Linked DNA regions of Sus scrofa: region 1 is linked to region 2. Evidence: chromatin contacts called from public Hi-C data. All regions are on one chromosome and are shown on one strand. Each heading gives the region's core, a stretch centred on a gene start, on an enhancer-like site or on the middle of the called end of the contact. The rest is flanking DNA. Distances are from core to core; before and after follow the strand shown.

Region 1 (6,128 bases), core at 1,010-3,509, 220 kb before region 2:
CCAAGAAATGGGAAAAAGACAAAAAAACAAAACAAAACAAAACAAAAAACCACTAAGGGCAAATACTAATTCTTCATTGCAGGAATGAAATTAAGGATTGTCGTGTGAATACTCAGCACGGCACCATAAACATTTTTTGAAAAAATGACAAGAGCCAGGACCAGAACCTCAAATTCCTGATTCTTGAGCAAACTGCTTTTCTTTTTATCTTCAGTTAAAATTTCTCCTGTTCTGTTTAACTCAAGAAGGGACCCTAACTCCCGTCATCGCCATTTGATGATTTAACCTGTACCTGGTGCTTGAGAAGTTTAGTTTGTTCTGTAGTAATTTTTTGAAATATAGAATGAACCGTTTGTGACCTCGTAAGTGTGTACAGGACTTGGGGTGTTCAAGCCTGAGGATGTGGTCATTTCAGTTTCCGGCGTTTCCGGAGAGCTCAGATTCCCATCCCATACTTTTTGTTTTGGGATTCAGTGGACTGTTTTGCTGTCTGTGCTCTTTTAAGCCGTGAACCTGCAGACCATGTGGAATCGCATTAGGGAACCCTCAGCAGAGCGTCTCGGGCAGGAGCGCCTTTACCCGCGGAGTCCTCCCAGCCCACGCGTTGTTCTTTGCCCCGAGAATACCATCGCAGGTGTTTCCTTCCCTCCAGCTTTCCCGTTCGGCTTCTCCCAGTCCACCCAGTGTACCCTCTCGGGAGGATTTGGGAGAGAACATGTGAACTACGGAGTGACAAATGGCCGGACAGCTGCAGTCGCGTCTGGGATGCTGTAACGAACTGACCAAAGACCAGGTCCAGTGTTGAGCCATGGCTGCGGTGTCTCTGGTGGAAATGAACACCCCTTTGGCAGGGGTCTTCTTTGCCGGGGCCGTGCTCACGGCAGCAGGCTTGGGGAAGCAATTAGGAGTTGGAAGCATGGGAGATTAGGAAAAAGTGAACCAAATTGCATTTGAATAATCTTGATGTGTATGCCTGCGTGGAACGGGACCTCTCTCAGTGCATCTCCAAGTTCCCCGAGGTGGTTGGCAGTGAGTACACTGTCCACTGCTGAGTACCTGTTGTCCAAGCTGTGGATAATTGGCAAAGGTTTTCAACCGGGAAACTTGTTTACTCCAGCCAGGGAGCGTAGACTCAGATCCACTGCTGAGGTCAGTGTGAAAGGGAGTGTAAATTCACTTGAAGCAGGGGATGCAGGACCAGGGAAATAAATCAGCTGGGGGTACTGGCGAGGGAGCTGAGGTAGGGAGGGACGGGTCAGGATATGTGTCCTCAAACCCGTGATTTATATTTTCCACCCATTTCGATTATCCATGCCACTCCTTATCTCTTTAGTGCAGAAAACGGAGAGCTGGTTCAGTGTTCTTAAGAACCGCCCATGATTGCATTTAGGCATTGGATTTAGTGGGTATCATTATCTCTTATTTAAGCGCTGACTATGGTGCCCGAGTCTGTGGGTGTGAGTCATCACTGGTGTTTGTGGATTTTATTGGAAACGCTCAGAGAACAGGTTGACAGGAACACGAACTGACAACACTGATGATTCCGGCAGCTTGATGTTACCCAGCTGTTCTCTTTTGTTTGGTTTTTCCTTCAGACCTAGATGGTTTTGCTTTTATTGTTTGGTTTTGTTTCTTTGTTTGTTTTTTAGAAGATGGGAGAGGGGAGAAGAGCATCCTCTGACTTTTTTCTTTCAAAGCCTCCTGCAAACTCAAGCATTTCCCTCACCAGTTGTGTCAGAGTTACTTACTTAGGAGGGATAGCTTAGGCATTTTCACTGTGTCCATAAAGTAAAAAAAAAAAAAAAAAGTGTATTACCATGCGTTGCGCATTTGCCACTTAGAGTTTCTGAATACAAATTAATCAGCTTGCAGCTGTGAATAACAATAAACCACATGATAATGTACCTGCAGAAATGAGGGCATTCAAAATCCGTTCTCGGGTGGCCCTCAGAAACAGCTAGCCGGAGGGTCGCTCGCTCCCCGTTTTCCATAATTGCGTGGCTCTGCCTTTTTGCAGTTAATCTGTTTAATAAACTCCCCTGCAGAATCTAAACGCTGAAATTTAGTTTCTTTTTGTCTTTACGGTGTTTATCATTGTTAACGTGGCATCAGAGTAGTTCAACTTTCGCATCATGATAAATTCATAACCCAAGAGAAGGCAGAAAACGTAATTATTATCAATTGCCTCTCTCCCAGAATTGCCATTGGCTGAGTGGAGCAATACAGGAACTTAAGGAGTAGCTGATTCAGAGAAACAGAGGGTTGGAACCAGGCCTCTCTTGACTGCGTTCCCATTGTTCAGGGCCCCTCCTCTTGGATTCCTCTTCCAGTTGGCCTGTGTGGTAAATTATGCAAGGCATGTCAATATTTTAAGAAGACAGACCTTTCATTTTTTTTAACCCCCTATGCACAGTGGAATCTCGTGAGCTCCCCAGTCCTTCACTGTCTTAATTGAGTGCCTGCTGGGGGTTAGGACGTATCTGTGACTAACGGAAAGTCCTTGCTGTATTCTGTGAGAAGCTGCAACATTTAAATAGGTAGTATGTAATACATCAGAGTTGGAAAGTACAAAGAAGTGTCTTTTTTTTTTTTTTTTTTTTTTAAGAATGCAGTATTTCACCCATAGACTCAGAATCACTTTCCTGAGAATCCCAAGAGTAGCAAGAGTTAAGAATTTCAGTTCTTCAACAGGGAGAAATAGCGTTAGGGTGATTGAAGTCAAAACCAGACCTGGCTCTCTATTCATTACCTCCCAGCAGTAAGGCCGGACCTCTCAAGAGAGTGTCTCTGTGGGTCTTGTTTATCCGAAATGAATAAATGCACATGATATTGGACAGTCACCTCTACTTCCCACCTCTTGCTTGGTTGTGACTGGAACACATTCGTGTTGGCGTCTCCCATCAGGGATTCAGAAGTCGAGACGTCAAGGGTTTTCCGACGTGAATCTTAGGTGATAAGAGGGAGGAGCTCAGTGTTGGGAAGAAATCCTTGTTCCTGCAGATTTGGGGCAGCGATAAGAAAAGCTCCCTTTGGGAAACTGGGAGACTATCTCCAGGGTTTCTCGCTCTCTGTGTGTGTGGGGGGGGGAATAAATATTCACGCGCACACACATGAGAGGAATAAAATTATTTGTTTTGAATTTGAATTTACTTTCGCTTTTGGAAGACCGCATAAGATCTATAAAAATCCTTTGAAAAACGGGAAGTGCTTCTCAAGTATTATTTTCACGTTCTGTCATTGATTTGGAAATTCAGAAGGAATGAATATCTGTATTTGTTTATTTCTAAAGCCCTTGGCTTCCTTTGGGGCCACTACCTGTTAGAGGCGTGTGGAAGGGAAGGCCAGGAAGAGATACTTACCATTTTGGCAGGGAGTGGTCCCTTCAGCTGGAAGCAGTCCAGGTTCTAAGTCAGACACTGGCGTGGTGTTTTCCTGTGTTTTCACATACCTGAAATGCTGTCCAAACCTCGTCAGTGACCAGCGTGCTTAACTGCCATTTCATCGTTGTACACGTTGGTCTACCTCTTTTCGAGGGCTGCCTTCCCCATGGTAACATGAAGGTTACCCCATGAAGGATATTTTTAAGGTGCTGTGGTGGCCTGGCAGCCTCATGTTGGAATTCTCCCTCCACGAATGGACTCCGTTCTATGAATAGGTACCATTTCAGCTTAACTAAGACTTTAAAACGTTCTCCCTTGATGATTCACTTTTCACACCAAGATGCCCCTTAATCCGCCAGAACCTGTCAGTGTTCTCTTCTCCTTGGGCCTCTGCGCTGATTCCCTCCCCAGCAAACAGGCGCCCCCAGTGCTTGGCCCAGGAGTTACTACCTGATGGGCCCCCGTTCCTCGTCTCTCTCTGCAGGTACTGTGCGCCCTGACATTCTAAGCTGCCTGCAGGAAGAAGGGGCGCGGGCCCAGCATCCTGATTATGTTAGGAGAACATAAGACCCATTTAAAAAAATTCCTGGATTATGAATGAATCGAGCATGCACACAGCGGTTCCATTTTTAAAAAGCTTTGTGAATGCTAACTCATACGCAGCCTTTAGAAATTTGAAGTCTAACATTCAGAATGCTCTAATCCCTAAATTCTCTGGTTCAGGTTATGCTATTTTTATGAGTATTAATTTCCATACAGGCCTTTAAAAATCAATTGCTCCCTGTAATTACAACACTGCGTTCTAGTGTTTGTGATATATCACACGGGGATACTTGAGGGTCATCAGGAGTTCACGGGTGTGGTGCTGGGGCCAAGGCCTCGCCCCAGGGCGCTGGCTCCAGCGGCCTTGTTTTTGTATGTCTCGGCAGGGTTTACAAGTTACTCAATAGCCGAGATTGCTGTTCCATCGTGCCTGTTTCGTTTTCAAAGCGTTGAAAAAGAGTATTCTCTAAAACTCCAGTATTTTGGGAAGTCTTGGACTTGATAAGGCATTTTCGAAATTGAAGAACTAGGAAACCATAGAAACAAAATGCTTATAATTCTCCCAAGTCAAAAGCTAACTCTGATTTTATTATGCATTGACCACAAGTCACTGTATGTTGGATTGATCGGGGGAAAAAGAACCACAGGTCTCTATTGTAAAAGTAGAAGTAAAATGACCCACAGGTCTCCTAACGTAAGGGATTTCAAAATTAAATCCAACTTAAAAAAACCAACCCCGACTGAGTTGATACAGCAGGATCTTGGATACAGGTTGGTTTGTTTATTTTTATTTTTTTACCCCAGTGATTAGGATAACAACACCACTTCTAATTTCCTGCTGGGTGACCTGGAAAACGGTTGACTTGACAGTGGGTCCTTTTGTCAAGAGAAGATGGGAAGGAAAAGAAACCCCTACCCCATACCCGTCGGCTTTAAAATAAGAAAATACACACACACACACACACACACACACACACACGTTACGAAGTTGGTAAAGGTGATGGAAGAAAATGTTGTGCCTCATTCATAATTAATTTTAAATTATTATGAAATATTTATTGTTGTTATTGGTGAGGAAAGGGCTGTGCCAAGTCTCCTGTCTTCAGATAGCTCCGGACTTTAAAGTGGAGCGTGGCCGTGCTTGTCATTCTCGGTTTGTGGCCTTTCATGGTTGTGTGTGTGTGTGTGTTTCTGGAAGGGGATGCGCCTCACTGTCGTTAGCTCTTCTTGTTTAAAGTCTAGTTGATTTTCAAGGTTGTGACCATCTCTTTGCTGCAACAGAGCGATTCAGTTATACGTGTACACACAGCAGCCCTTCTTGTTCCGATTCTTTGCCCACGTGGGTTATCACAGACTGTTGAGGAGATGGCCTGGGCTCTACAGCAGGTCCCTGCTGCCCATCCATTTCCTGTACCATGTGCCAGTCCCCAACCCCAGTCCAGCCCTCTCCCCGACCTTTCTGATTTGGTAACCATAGCTTGTTTTCAAAGTCTGTGAGTCTCTGTGTTTTGTAAATAAGTTCATTTGTATCCCTTTTTTTAGATTTTACATGCAAGTGATATCACATGGTATTTGTCTAACTTCAGTTAGTATGATAATCTCTAGGTCCGTCCATGTTCTTTCAAAGGGCATTTTTTTCATTCTTTTTTTATGGCTGAGTAATATTCCCTCATTTATATATGTGTATGTATAAATACACTTCTTTATCCATTTCTTTGTCCGTGGACATTTAGGTGGCTTCCATTTTTTTGGCTGTTGTAAGTAGTGCTGCAGTGAACACTGGGGTGCATGTATCTTTTTTAAAAAAAAGTTTATTGAAGTATAGTTGAAGTTTATTGACGTATAGTTGATACATGATAAGTAGGTGTACAATACAGTGATTCCCAATGATTAAAAGTTATTCTCCATTTATAGTTAATATAAAAGTTATATTCCCCACGTTGTGTGCTACATCCTTACAGCTTATTTAATAATTTTATACATGACAGGTTGTACCTCTTGTTCTTCTGCCTCTATCGTGCTCCTCCCCTATTCACAACCCCTAGTTTGTGCTCTCGATCTTCGAGTCTGCTTCTTTTTCTTCAATGTACTAGTTTGTTGTGTTTTTTTAGATTCTGTGTATAAGGGATGTCATAGCGTATCTGTCTTGCTCTGTGTGACCTCTTTCCCTTAGCATCGTGCCTTCCAAGTGTGTCCATGGTGCTG
Region 2 (6,079 bases), core at 1,433-3,932:
TGGGCACTGACACTACATCATAGGGACAGTTGCTGGGTCCAGAGACATTGCTCTTGACTGTTTGCCATGGGACGCACGACTTTTATCTCAAAAAAAAAAAAAAAAAAAAAAAAGAGGTAGACTATATATAGTGAAAAACATATTTTCAGGGAATTTGATATTTTTAGGAAATTATCAAGGGTATCAACATAAAGGGAATAAAAAAGACGTGGTACCTCGAGGTTTATTGTCATTGCTTTGTAAATGTCATGCTGTCACGGGTGGGGGTCCCTCTTGGGCTTGCAGAGCCTGTGGCATAGGGGGCGAAGGCGGGGTGTCTCTGTCCCACTTCAGGGCAGGGTATGCTGCAGGGACCGCTTTTGCAAACTTTGCATGCCCTGCTCACAGAGTTAATGACGGAGTCAGGCTCTTCCCGCCGAGGCGCATGCCTCGTGTGTCACGCTGTCGCTGGCAGCGTCAGTGATCCTGGGGCAGAGGAGAGGCTGCACACCCTGGGCTTAAAGGGCAGTGAGTGACCTGCAAAAACGAGGCGCTTCTGTGATAAGAACAATTCAGCAGGGACAACATGCTGTCTCACTGCCTCAGTGATGGAGCTCGGGTGTCTGCCAGTGGTGACCCCCGATCCCTTTCTTCGAGGGGAACTCACGCTCCGTCGCCCGTCCACCATCGGCGGCAGCGAGAGAGACGCGCAGCAGCGGTGGAGTGAAGACGGAATATCGCCCGCGCCGAAGGAATCATTCTGAGCACTTTTAGTCTATTAAGTCTATGAGGCTTCTTAATAGTTTGGCTTAAGGCAAAAGTGATTTTATTCTAGTTTCATCCTCGTTGAGTCAATAATTAACTTAACCAAGTTTGATTAAAACTGAATTTCACTAAGTATGAAAACCAGCCAGACCTTTCTCCTTCCCCAGGTGACTTGACGTGCGTTCCTGTCTCTGAGCAGCTCAGGGTGTCTGGGGTGGGGGTGGGACTCGAGGCCCCAGCTTCATGGCCGTGGCTCTGCCCCAGGGGAGGCGCCAGCACCGAGTTCCCTGTCCCCTGGCCTTGGTCCTGCAGGGCGGGCTGCTCCCACCCTGACTTCCCCCAGCCGGCCCCCAGCCCCTTCTGTTTTTAGTCCTCTTGGCTCCTGATCCATCTCTTGGCTCTTTGCTTTCCTTAACCTTCCTAAAGGACCAGGTGGGCTCATGGGGATGTCCTGTCCTTGGTGACCACAGAGGCTGAGGGTCGCTCCGCAGCTGCCTTTGGGTCCGCGTGCTGGGTTAAGGGATGGGGGGTGGGGGTGCCTGCATGGTGGCTCCGAGCTCCTTTCTGGCTCTTCTTCGACCCTTGCTCCTACCATGTAGCAGTTGTCCATGCCTTTCCCACTTCCCCACCAGGATTCGCCTCTTCACGAATGAGGACTGGGTTTTGTTTGTTCGTCTGTACTTTGAGTGCCCAGCAGAGGACTTGACACCCGCCACGGTAGACTGCACCCATGGAATGGCCTCGGGAAGAGAATGAGCTCGAGGCCGTGTAGGTGCCCTTTCCTCTGGGTGTTGAGAACTGGAATTTCATGCCGTGGGGCTGGGCCCCTCCCTCACCGTTCATCTTTATGTGCTGTGAGTAGCCGTTCCTGCGTCTGGCTAGCTAGGGTGAAGTGGTGCCAGACCGCTTCCATTTAGCGGCCTCCCTGCTCTGAGTCTTTAGGTAGGAGGTAGGAGAGGAAGATGGGGAGAGAAGCTTTGATTCTGCCCAAGGAGAACGGAAAGCAAATCAAAACCGTGGAAGAGTTGAGCAGGCAAGCCTGGTCCCGAGCACCTGTTGAGGGTTTTGCTGTGTGATGTCACCGCGAGAGGCACAGCTGGCCCCGCCGTCGCTTGCCTGCGGAGGGCTTCGCCGGCCTGCGTTTGCTGCTACCTACAGTCAGCGCAGGGCTCGTTGTGTGCGTGAGCGTGTGCGCAGCTGGGAAAGATGGCCTTTAAAAAAACTGTCTGGATTGCTTGGCATTTGCCACGGGTGTTAAGTCTCCATCCTGGTTGCCAAGATTAAATTGAATTGTCCCCACAGCCGTTGGGTTTCATGGCGCACGGCACGTAGGCGCCTTTTTGCACTGGGTTCTTCCGCTCTCCGATCCTTCTTTCCCCGTTCATCTACCCCTCTTCTTTCCTTATGTACCCCACGCTCCTCACCGAGTTAGCCGTGGTACCATTTCACCGCGTCTGGCAAACCATGGCAGGGTGTGCCAGGCGTGCGCTGCTGGAGACCCCTGAGCATTTGTGTAGTGACAGGAGTGGGCAGATGCCTCACTCTCCCTTACAAGACGGGGGGCTCATTTCGGGTGTTCTTGTGATTTTTTCCCAGCCGCCTTCCAGCTGGACTGGCTTTTTTGGGGAACACGTGGACGTTTGTGTTAGAAGCTCCAGTCACATCCTTCAATCCCAAAGCTTTTTTTCCATGGTGAATTACACAGGCAGTGTTTTCCAAAATTGTCATTGATCAGTACAGGCCCAGAGAGAACACTCTGGACAACCCCTGACGCCACACCTGCGACGAGTTGATAGTTCCTGGCTCAAAGAAGTTCCAAGAGAAGGAATTCAAAGCCAGCGTGTTTCTCTCTCTGGGCATCGAGCAGTGCTGCACCACGCTCAGGTTCGCTGATGTTTAGCTTGGACTCAATCCCAGCCGGGGCAGCGGGCACAGCCTTGCTGGGTCAGATGCGGGAGGCTTTTATCCTCAAGTCTTCAACAGCGAAGAATGTCGGGCCGGACAGAGGGTCAGCTGGGTACCAGCGATTGAAGTTCTCAGTTACTGCCCACAGAAATCTGAACTTGGAACACAAGCACCCTTCCTTCTGCACGGACCTTTTTTTTTGGTATAATGAAACCATTTTTGGAAGAGTGCCTGCCTGTTATGAAAAAGCAGGCAAGCTGGTTTGGATATCTTTGTTTGTGTAAACATTTTGGTGTTATTTGTGAAAATGATCAGATGCTGGTGGGGCGGGCAGGCTGACCACGACTCCGCCTGCCACAGCTGCACAGAGGGTTTGTTTTTTTTTTTTTTTTTTTTTGAAACATACGTGGGAGATGGGGAAGAAATCCACAGTAAAGACTTGGTACAAAAAGCCATGCAGGCTGCCACTGTGCCCAGCTTTCCTTCCCATTGTGCCCTGGCTTTCTTGCTGGCTCTCTCCCAAACAGGGATCTCCTGCTTCAGCTGGACCCGCGGATCACCTGGGAAATTCTTTCAAAAGAGTGACGCTCCAGGCTAATTGAATCCAGATCTCTGGTGGGCGAGGATGATGGGTTTTGTAGGGGAAGTGGGCGGTGTGGGCCGAAAACCCCGAAGTGCCCCCATCTTTAGATTTCGTGATCTGGATGGAGAGAGACTTCTTCCTCGAGTTTTGGGTAGAAGGTTTCTGGGGGTGTTGGAGCTGGGCCGCATCCCCTTGGACAAAAGGGAGAGTGGACTTCCAGCCTGAGCCAGGCTTGGCGGGCATCGCTTCTCTGGGGGCGTTTACTGTTTCCTTGTCTTCCTTCTCCTGGTCACTTCTCAGGTCTCTGGACCTTTACAGGGTGTGCCTGCCCTCAGCAGCCTTTTTTTTTTTTTTTAAAAAAAAACAAAACAGACAGAAGCAGCTTCATCCACACATAATGCACTCACCATATAATTCATTCATTTAAAATGTACAATTCAGTGTTTTTTGGTGTATTTACAGAGTTGTGCGTGTATCACTGCCATCAGTTTTAGAATATGTTTATTAGCCCCAGCAGGTCCACACTCCTTGGCCCTCACCTCAGTTACCCCTTCTCCCAGCCCTGGGCAACCACTGGCCTGCTTTCTCTATTAGTGGATTTGCTGGTTCTGGACATTCCCTATAAACCGATGGTGCAACATGTGGTCTTTTGTATCCGGCTTCTTTCACTTAGCAGAATGTTATCAAGGCTCATCCCGGTTGTAACATATATCAGTGCTTTGCGGTTTTCTCTTTTTCTCTTTTCTTTTCTTTTTTGGCTCTGCCCGTGGAAGAGCCCAGGCCAGGGATTGAACTTGTGCTGTAGCATCGACCCAAGCCTCTGCCGTGACAACACCAGATCCTCAACCCGCTGTACCATAGAAGAATTCCCGTACTTTGTTTCTTTTTATGACTTCATAATATTCCTTCGTGTGGGTGTACCACATTCAGTGCATCCATTCATCACCTGACGAGCATCTGAACTGTTTGCAGTTTCTGGCTGTTAGGAATCATGCTGCTCTGAGAATCTGTGTACATGTCTTAGAGTGGATTATCTTTCCATTGCACTGTTTTTTTACAGCATGTCCTAAGCAGTATCGCCTCAGCCATTAGGGAAGTGTCTTAAAATGTTTGGCATCAGAGATAAGTCATTATTCCAAAGTGGACAGCTCTGGGTCAGGGGCCAGGAGACCTGGGGGACCCTGTGCGCCTGCTGGTTGTCCTCGGACTGTGAGTGGCTCAGCTCTTGAGAAGAAGGAAAGCACTCACAGCTCCTCTCCTAGGCCTCCTGCTTCTAGAGATCACGCACTTTGCGAGAGAGGTGGTGCCATGTCCCTGGATCCCTACAAGACATCAGTATTGTTTGTGTGATGAATGAGTCCACGCCGTGGCTATTGAATGTATTTGCACCTTCTAACAGTGTCGTCTTGCCTGTGTCGCTGACTGGTTTTGAGATTTATGAGGCCTCACTCAGAAGCAATGTGTGTCTGGATTAAGGGAACCTGAGAATCACTATTTATGTCTGACCCGAGGAAGTTCCCTTTAAGCTGCTTATCAGAGGTGCATGCTGAGAGCATGATGGGAAGATGGAGTCTTCCATCCGCTGGCAAAATCTGGAATCTGCTCTCACTCCATTTTAACTGGAGTGACAATAAGCTAACAGACCCATAGGTCTACCCGGAAGTATCTGCTGACAGCTTCACTTTTGTAAATTGAGTTGAAAAACTACCTGTGCTCTAATTCTGATTTTTCCCGATACTCCAAGTCTTCAGTGTGGATTAAAACATCATCCCTTTTTGTAAAAATCGAAACAAAGCAACTTTGATCTAGGTGATTTAGGAGAAACTAAATATGCCTCTAATTTCACTACCAGTATAGTGAATATTTATTTTCCACTTAAAGGGCTATCAGTGCTCCACGATTTTTGCATTTGCAATTTGAAAGCTACCAGAAAATTTCCACATTATTAAAAAATTAAGTTTCTCTCGAAAATATTCCCTGTGCAGACGCTAACACATGTGTATGCACTATTTCACCACCAGGGGGCATTGTGGTTTGACTGTCCATTTAAACAGCCCACATTCTATCAGTTTACCCAGGAAATAGAAGGCCTGGGCATATTTCTGATTCCTTCCAAGAAGGAGCCATATCTGGGAGAGAACAGATGTCGATTCTTTTTCCTTACTAGCAAACGGTAGTGTTGTCAAATTTGCTAAACTTAGCCAGTCGAAGATTAACATGCAGTATATAATATGCATGTGCCTAACTGTACAATAAGTAGTAAATCACATTTTTATGCTTTCTCTGAACTTGGAAGCTGCAAGTTATTTTTTTTTTATTCCCTGGGTGTGATGAAATAAATAACATTCAAATACATTTTAAAGATGTCAGTCAGCGGGGGGAAAAAAAGTGCTTGGCAACTGTGTTTGATAGATTTCTTTTATGATTAATTCTCCTATTAAGTTTTAATGACTTTAAAGATATAAAGCTAGAAACCACAAAACTAGGCATGGTTAATAAATAACTGAAATTCCAGGTGTATAGAAATGCATGTGTGGAAAAATGAAATCGTATATTCTCTAGGATGTATGAGGAAACGGCTCTCTGGAGAGTCTAGAGAGTCAAATATCCCCAAAAGGGAGGGGACAAGTTTAAAAACAGGGAACTCAAGGAGATTGTCTTCCTTTAGGAAAATCCTAGGAAAAACGTACTCTCTAAGATTAACCAATGTAAAGTAAATTATCTTACGAGCCAGTAATTTTCAGCAAGATGGTGGTTCTCTTGGATGGAATGCATTTCTCCATTTTGGCTTTTTAAAGTGTCTCTGTCCACAATTTCAAGTATTTCTCCCAGTTCCTCTTCACACTT

The links. A called contact is a pair of places that touch in the nucleus more often than the background predicts.
Region 1: a Hi-C map of liver shows a contact between it and region 2, with 12 times the contacts expected there. The contact joins two enhancer-like sites. A contact is called at or near these places in 3 of 47 Hi-C or Micro-C datasets (embryonic fibroblasts, liver and skeletal muscle) and 1 of 2 datasets of contacts at active chromatin or transcription factors (skeletal muscle).

What each region holds. Positions count from the first base shown.
Region 1 is chr6:9,743,847-9,749,974 of Sscrofa11.1, reverse strand. All of the region lies in intron 5 of WWOX (WW domain-containing oxidoreductase), which reads left to right. Among named protein-coding and RNA genes, the nearest start is that of WWOX, 120 kb to the left of the region's middle. Within about 2 kb of position 2,259, at least 17 of the 83 cell types and tissues checked have an H3K27ac peak or open chromatin away from gene starts, as enhancers often do. A contact at or near this core is called in liver, where this site is marked.
Region 2 is chr6:9,524,099-9,530,177 of Sscrofa11.1, reverse strand. All of the region lies in intron 8 of WWOX (WW domain-containing oxidoreductase), which reads left to right. Among named protein-coding and RNA genes, the nearest start is that of WWOX, 340 kb to the left of the region's middle. Within about 2 kb of position 2,682, at least 9 of the 83 cell types and tissues checked have an H3K27ac peak or open chromatin away from gene starts, as enhancers often do. A contact at or near this core is called in liver, where this site is marked.